Regions from separate parts of the Arabidopsis thaliana genome. Here region 1 is linked to region 2. The links are chromatin contacts, called in public ChIA-PET maps. All regions are on one chromosome and are shown on one strand. The core of a region is the stretch at or near the end of the contact, and the rest is flanking DNA. Distances in the headings are between cores, read along the strand shown. Region 1 holds the start of HCF136 (photosystem II stability/assembly factor, chloroplast (HCF136)). Region 2 holds the start of TK1b (Thymidine kinase).

Evidence for each region. ChIA-PET counts read pairs in DNA pulled down with a chosen protein or histone mark.
Region 1: an H3K4me3 ChIA-PET map of shoot shows a contact between it and region 2, with 14 read pairs. The contact joins the promoter of HCF136 here to the promoter of TK1b in region 2. A contact is called at or near these places in 19 of 26 Hi-C or Micro-C datasets (callus, cotyledon, flower and 6 more) and 2 of 2 datasets of contacts at active chromatin or transcription factors (seedling and shoot).

The regions. Positions count from the first base shown.
Region 1 is chr5:7,776,548-7,779,566 of TAIR10.1, forward strand. It overlaps HCF136 (photosystem II stability/assembly factor, chloroplast (HCF136)), which reads left to right and starts at 1,470. Exons shown (of 8, transcript NM_001343790.1): 1 at 1,470-1,937; 2 at 2,027-2,262; 3 at 2,355-2,485; 4 at 2,598-2,730; 5 at 2,999-3,019. The coding sequence starts at 1,538. AT5G23115 reads right to left here and starts at 1,076. Exons shown (of 1, transcript NM_001349601.1): 1 at 1,048-1,076. The coding sequence starts at 1,065. The coding sequence ends at 1,048.
Region 2 is chr5:7,740,545-7,743,447 of TAIR10.1, forward strand. It overlaps TK1b (Thymidine kinase), which reads left to right and starts at 1,354. Exons shown (of 1, transcript NM_122213.4): 1 at 1,354-2,434. The coding sequence starts at 1,435. The coding sequence ends at 2,283. It overlaps TGH (SWAP (Suppressor-of-White-APricot)/surp domain-containing protein), which reads right to left. Exons shown (of 16, transcript NM_122214.4): 16 at 2,396-2,903. The coding sequence ends at 2,682. It overlaps MIR162b (a microRNA gene), which reads right to left and starts at 164; the gene lies at 54-164.

The DNA.
Region 1 (3,019 bases), core at 220-2,719, 36 kb after region 2:
CAAATTAATATCTCTATAAATTAATAAAATTTCACGTTCCCGACATTATTAATTTATAGAAGTTTTACTGTATTCCTTTGTGAATTTCCTTTTCATAATTTAAAACTAAGTTGGCAACCTTTTCATATCATAAATAAGTAAATTATTTCAAACTATTTTTCTGGATTTTTAATCTGTTCATTGGAGTCATATCAAGTCTTGCTTCGTATGATTTGTTCTTCCTACTCATAAGAGCTTTGTAGACATACTTAGATTTACTAGACTATGAATTGTGCAAATTTTGTAATGATTAATTTTAATCATCTTATTACTTTCTCGATTCAAGATGAATTACGGACAAAGATGAATGTCTGAACCTTTAGCGTTCAATCTTTTATTTCTTATCTTTTCTTAGTGATGCATATAATGCTAAAAGAAAAAGATGTTAGCAAAGGAGAGACTTTTGGATTATGTATGATAATGGAAAAAATGTCACATGGATTCATCACAGTGAAAATGATGAAGATGAAAGTATGACTCAAAAGGATTGAGTAGTTAAAAATTTGAGAATGACCAGGGAGAAAGGAAGAAAATCAAGGAGGAAAATATTTTAGTAAATTTAGATGATTACATTTGAGTTTTTTTTTTTTTGTCACAAGTGTGTTTTATTGATATTATAGAGCCAAAAGTAACAGGCCAATAATTCACAAAGACTAAAATAAACAAGCCCAAAGAAAAAAAAAAAAAACAGCCCAAAAGCCCAAATGAATAAACCCTAAACTGAAGGAAGAGAACAAATGATTGTTGTGCGCCGCATAGAAAACACGTGTCAGTGGGAAACATTTTGAAGGACACATAGGAACTGGAAGAGAAGGGAGTCGCCGTCAGAAGCTTCAATTCCGGCCGAAACACCGGAAAACTTGTTTAATTGGCATAGCTCACTCGTCGCTCAAAAGATTAATGGCGAAATTTCAGTTGTAGCTTGGACGAGAATTTGACTCCACGAAGTGCAAATCTTCTTCTTCTTCTTTTTCTTTTTCTTCCTCTTCTTCTTCAATCAACATCTTTTTAACTCTTAGGGTTCATCAATCTTTGAACTACAAGCAGAAGATAAAAAAAAAACAAATCAAATCTAAATCCGGTCAAAAAACCGGAGAAAAAACCGGCTAAAGACGCCGGAGAAAAGCCCGACGAAACAAGAAAGAGGGTATCTTGCTCTCGGGAGATAAGCCAGCCACCACCGCTAAAAGTAGCCGGTCGATGCCGGAAGCTGAGCCAGCCAACGCTTCTAAGGAAGCCAGCGATGCCGGAGTAGAAGCCGACCAAACACTGCTGATAAAGCCAGTCATTGCTGGCCAAAAAAGCTGAAACTCTCTGAAAGATGAGGAGAGAGAAGAGAGAGAAAACCCTATCAACGTGAAAATAATTACATTTGAGTTTATATACTCAAAACTTGGAAGTAAAGGTAAATTAAAATATGATTGTTAGAAACAATTACACCAATAATAAAACGACACGTGTACACTACGTAGACGTTAGATAACCACAGCAAAAGGATATGTATTCTCGAGGCGGGAGAGAGAAAGAGAAGAGAGTGAGAGAGATCGAAGAACATTTACACACATCAATGGCGTCTCTGCAACTCTGCGACGGTTATCTTCTCTTCAAGCCCTCTGTTTCTCCTCGATTCCTCTCTCAACGCATTTCTCATCGCCTAATCCCTAAAGCCTCATCTTCTCCTCCTCCATCTCCATCACCATCATCGTCCTCTTCATCCTTATCTTTCAGTCGGCGGGAGCTTCTGTACCAATCGGCAGCTGTATCACTCTCGCTTTCTTCCATTGTTGGACCAGCGAGAGCTGATGAACAGTTATCCGAATGGGAAAGAGTGTTTCTCCCAATCGATCCCGGTGTTGTTCTTCTCGACATTGCTTTCGTCCCCGACGAACCTAGCCGAGGTAATTACTCCTTCTTCTTCTTCTTTAATTTTCCGTTCTTAAGTTCGAAATTGTTTTACTTACTGATTCTTGCTTGAAATGTCAATTAGGGTTTTTACTTGGAACGAGACAGACTTTGTTAGAGACTAAAGATGGTGGAAGCACTTGGAATCCACGTTCGATTCCTTCAGCTGAAGAAGAAGATTTCAATTATAGATTCAATTCGATTAGCTTTAAAGGCAAAGAAGGATGGATTATTGGCAAACCTGCGATTTTATTGTACACTGCTGATGCTGGAGAGAATTGGGATAGGATTCCTCTAAGTTCTCAGCTTCCTGGAGATATGGTATTATATCTTGTTTCTTCTGGTGTTTTCAGAGATTTCTATTGTTGTTGTTTTTGTTTATGAGAATGTGTTTGTTACAAATGTTGTTGTAGGTGTTTATAAAAGCGACAGAAGATAAGAGTGCAGAGATGGTTACTGATGAAGGTGCTATTTATGTTACTTCAAACAGGGGATATAACTGGAAAGCTGCTATTCAGGAAACTGTTTCAGCTACCTTGAACAGGTTCGTTACCCTCTCTTTGGTTTATACTAGGGAATTGGCATTGTCTTTTCCATCCAGATTCAATAGAGATCAAAGAGTAGACCTTAATTCAGTATTTCCTATGGTCTTGCAGAACAGTATCCAGTGGAATCAGTGGTGCTAGTTACTACACGGGAACTTTCAGTGCTGTTAATCGTTCACCTGATGGAAGATATGTCGCTGTTTCGAGCCGTGGTAACTTCTTTCTGACATGGGAGCCTGGGCAGGTGAGACTCAATTAAGGCTATGAAGAAATACATTTATACTTGTGGTTTGCTTTTGAACTCTTAGTCCTTTTTATGACATAGCTAGGTGAAGTTTTAGCACTTGCTTAGGCTCAGTCTTATTGCTGATTTTGATTTTGATTAAAAAGTACTTTGTCTAAGTAAACGGTATTATGTGTCTTACAAGGGACTACCAATCCCTCTCTTTGTTCTTGTGTGTGGTTTGCGTGCTCTTTAGACTGTCATTCACCATAGTATTGGTATATTGCAGCCTTACTGGCAACCACACAAT
Region 2 (2,903 bases), core at 104-2,603:
GTCCTGCTTCTCAGCAATACTCAAATAGATATCAATTAAACAAAAGTCATGAAGAGCAAGCAGCGCTGGATGCAGAGGTTTATCGATCGATTCTTGCTTTTGTAAACAAAAATAAATATTCACAGGAATTGATCGATGAACCGCTGCCTCCAGCGACTTCACTCTTTCCTCATTCATAAATCATAAATAAATAAACAAAAATAATTGACAGATCTGAGAAAATCGGTTGATGAACAAACACAAATCATTATTAATCTCAAAAAGATTAAAAGAAACATTTAGATAAATTTACAGAGAGAGGTGGATAGATGCAGAGTTATAAAACTAGGAGCTGCTCATATATATAGAGAGAATGCATGTGAGAAATAAGTGGAAGGAGAGGAGATTTTTCAATTGGAATCAATGAAATTTGAAAAAGAGGAATCTGATGACTCACCGTTTTACCGTACATTACATAATTTTCTCTCATCCTCGTCTTTTGTACTTTTTGGTCAATAAAAAATCCAACTCTATGATTGACAGTCTAATGATTCTCACTCTAGTTTTTCTCTTCTTTTCTACTTCTTTTCATTTTTATATAATTTTCACTTCTTTTTGTTAAAATTTATCAAATATCACCAAAATTTATCAACTCTATAATTTTCACTTTTTTTGTTAAAATTTATCAAATATCACCAAAATTTACCTACGCATTACAAAAGATAAACAATAGACTTTACCAAAACCTAACTCTTTAACCATAAGCTAAAAACAAAAAAAAACAAAAAAAAAAACAAGACTTTTTGTCAAATAAATAACAATAAATCATATATATCTTTTTCCTTCTAAAAATCATTCTATTATATGGAAGTTAGAATTAATGTTAAAGTTATACAAGACTATACCACAAAAATTATTACATAAACAGATATGTGAGTCATTTTCTAAAAAAAGTACGAAGAAACAAGATTTAACAGTAAATTATATATTAGTGCAATTTTCATCACTAAAGAAAAAAATAAGTTAAATATTACGGTAAAAGTATTCATAACAATAAAAATAAGAATCATCGAACAAAACATCAAAAAAAAATTATAATAACAAGATTACTCATCACATTGAAGCACCAAAAAAAACAGCTTGAATGATTTAATCTCATCACATTCAAGATAGTGAGATTAATGTTCTCATCGAAACACTATAAAAAAAAAAATTATAATAAAAATTTCGATCTAATACTATTTCTTTGTCATGAAACTAGCTTGAATTGATAATCAAAATATTTATTTTTAAAATAATATGTAAAGAAATCTGTTCAAAAATCACTCCAAAACTAGCTACCCATTAATACAAAAAAATTCAAAGAGTCGTTCCAATAGACCCCTTTTCCCAATAAACCCTAATTCCTTGCGGCTTCTTCTTCTTCCTCCTCCTCCATTCCTCTGTAATTATCAAATGTTTGGTGTTTCGATGAGAACATTAATCTCACCATCTCTTGCTCCCTTCTCTCTTCATCTCCATAAACCCTCTCTCTTCTCCACCGCTCTTCGCTTCTCCTTCTCAATCAACAACATAACCCCCACAAATTCACCTCCTTCCACCATTTCCACCAGAAAGCTACAAACGAAAGCGACGAGGGTAACATCATCATCATCATCTCAGCCGCTCTCCTCCTCATCTCCCGGCGAAATCCACGTCGTAGTCGGTCCAATGTTCTCCGGTAAAACAACAACACTTCTCCGCCGTATACTCGCCGAAAGAGAAACCGGTAAAAGAATCGCAATCATCAAATCCAACAAAGACACAAGATACTGCACCGAATCAATAGTTACTCACGACGGTGAGAAATACCCTTGCTGGTCACTCCCCGATCTCTCGTCCTTCAAAGAGAGATTCGGATTCGACGACTACGAGAATCGATTAGATGTGATTGGAATCGACGAAGCTCAATTCTTCGGAGATCTTTACGAGTTTTGCCGTGAAGCTGCTGATAAAGAGGGTAAAACTGTAATTGTTGCTGGATTGGATGGTGATTTTATGAGGAGGAGGTTTGGTTCGGTTCTTGATTTGATTCCGATTGCGGATACGGTTACGAAGCTGACGTCACGGTGTGAGGTTTGTGGGAAGAGAGCTTTGTTTACGATGAGGAAGACGGAGGAGAAAGAGACGGAGTTGATCGGTGGTGCTGAAGTTTATATGCCTGTGTGTAGGAGTCATTACGTTTGCGGTCAAAACGTTTTGGAAACCGCTCGTGCCGTTTTGGATTCAAGCAATAATCATAGTGTTGTAGCAAGTTCACTTTAGTTTGTAGGATTTGAGAGTGTTTAGATATTTGGTTTATTAGCTTTGAGATATTTGGAATTTTAAACATAATTATGTACTATTTAATCAATGATTTTAAGATAACACTCTTATTTGTGAATTTCTTGTAGAAACCCTTATATCGAAAAAATTTCAAACGCATAATCTAATTTGTTACCAATATATAAATGAAGGACATGACAGTATCTCTCTACCTCAGACGAAGCAATGAACCCAACAACAAGCTCATCATTTGCTATCTAACCTGACCATCTCGAGACAGTGCAGAGCATCATTCATGGCATACCCCAAAACTACGTTATTTCAATGTTCACACAAAAATCTATGCAAGTGCTCTGATTTCTCTCCAGTTTTAGTCAGTCAACAGCTTTGATTAAGTTTCAGTCTCGTCGCCTCTTCTTCTCCCGCCTTGACTCTTTTTGTTCTTCGTCTGAGCTATACCGTGAAGAAGAAGACTTCTTGGTCCTGCGATGCTTTGAGTGCTTCTTGTGGCTACTTCTCTTCTCTCTAGAAGATTCTCTCCGCTTGCTCCTAGATCTTGATCCTTGCTTATCCCTGCTGTGGTAGTCGCTGGATGAATCGCTCTCTGAATCGTTTCTATG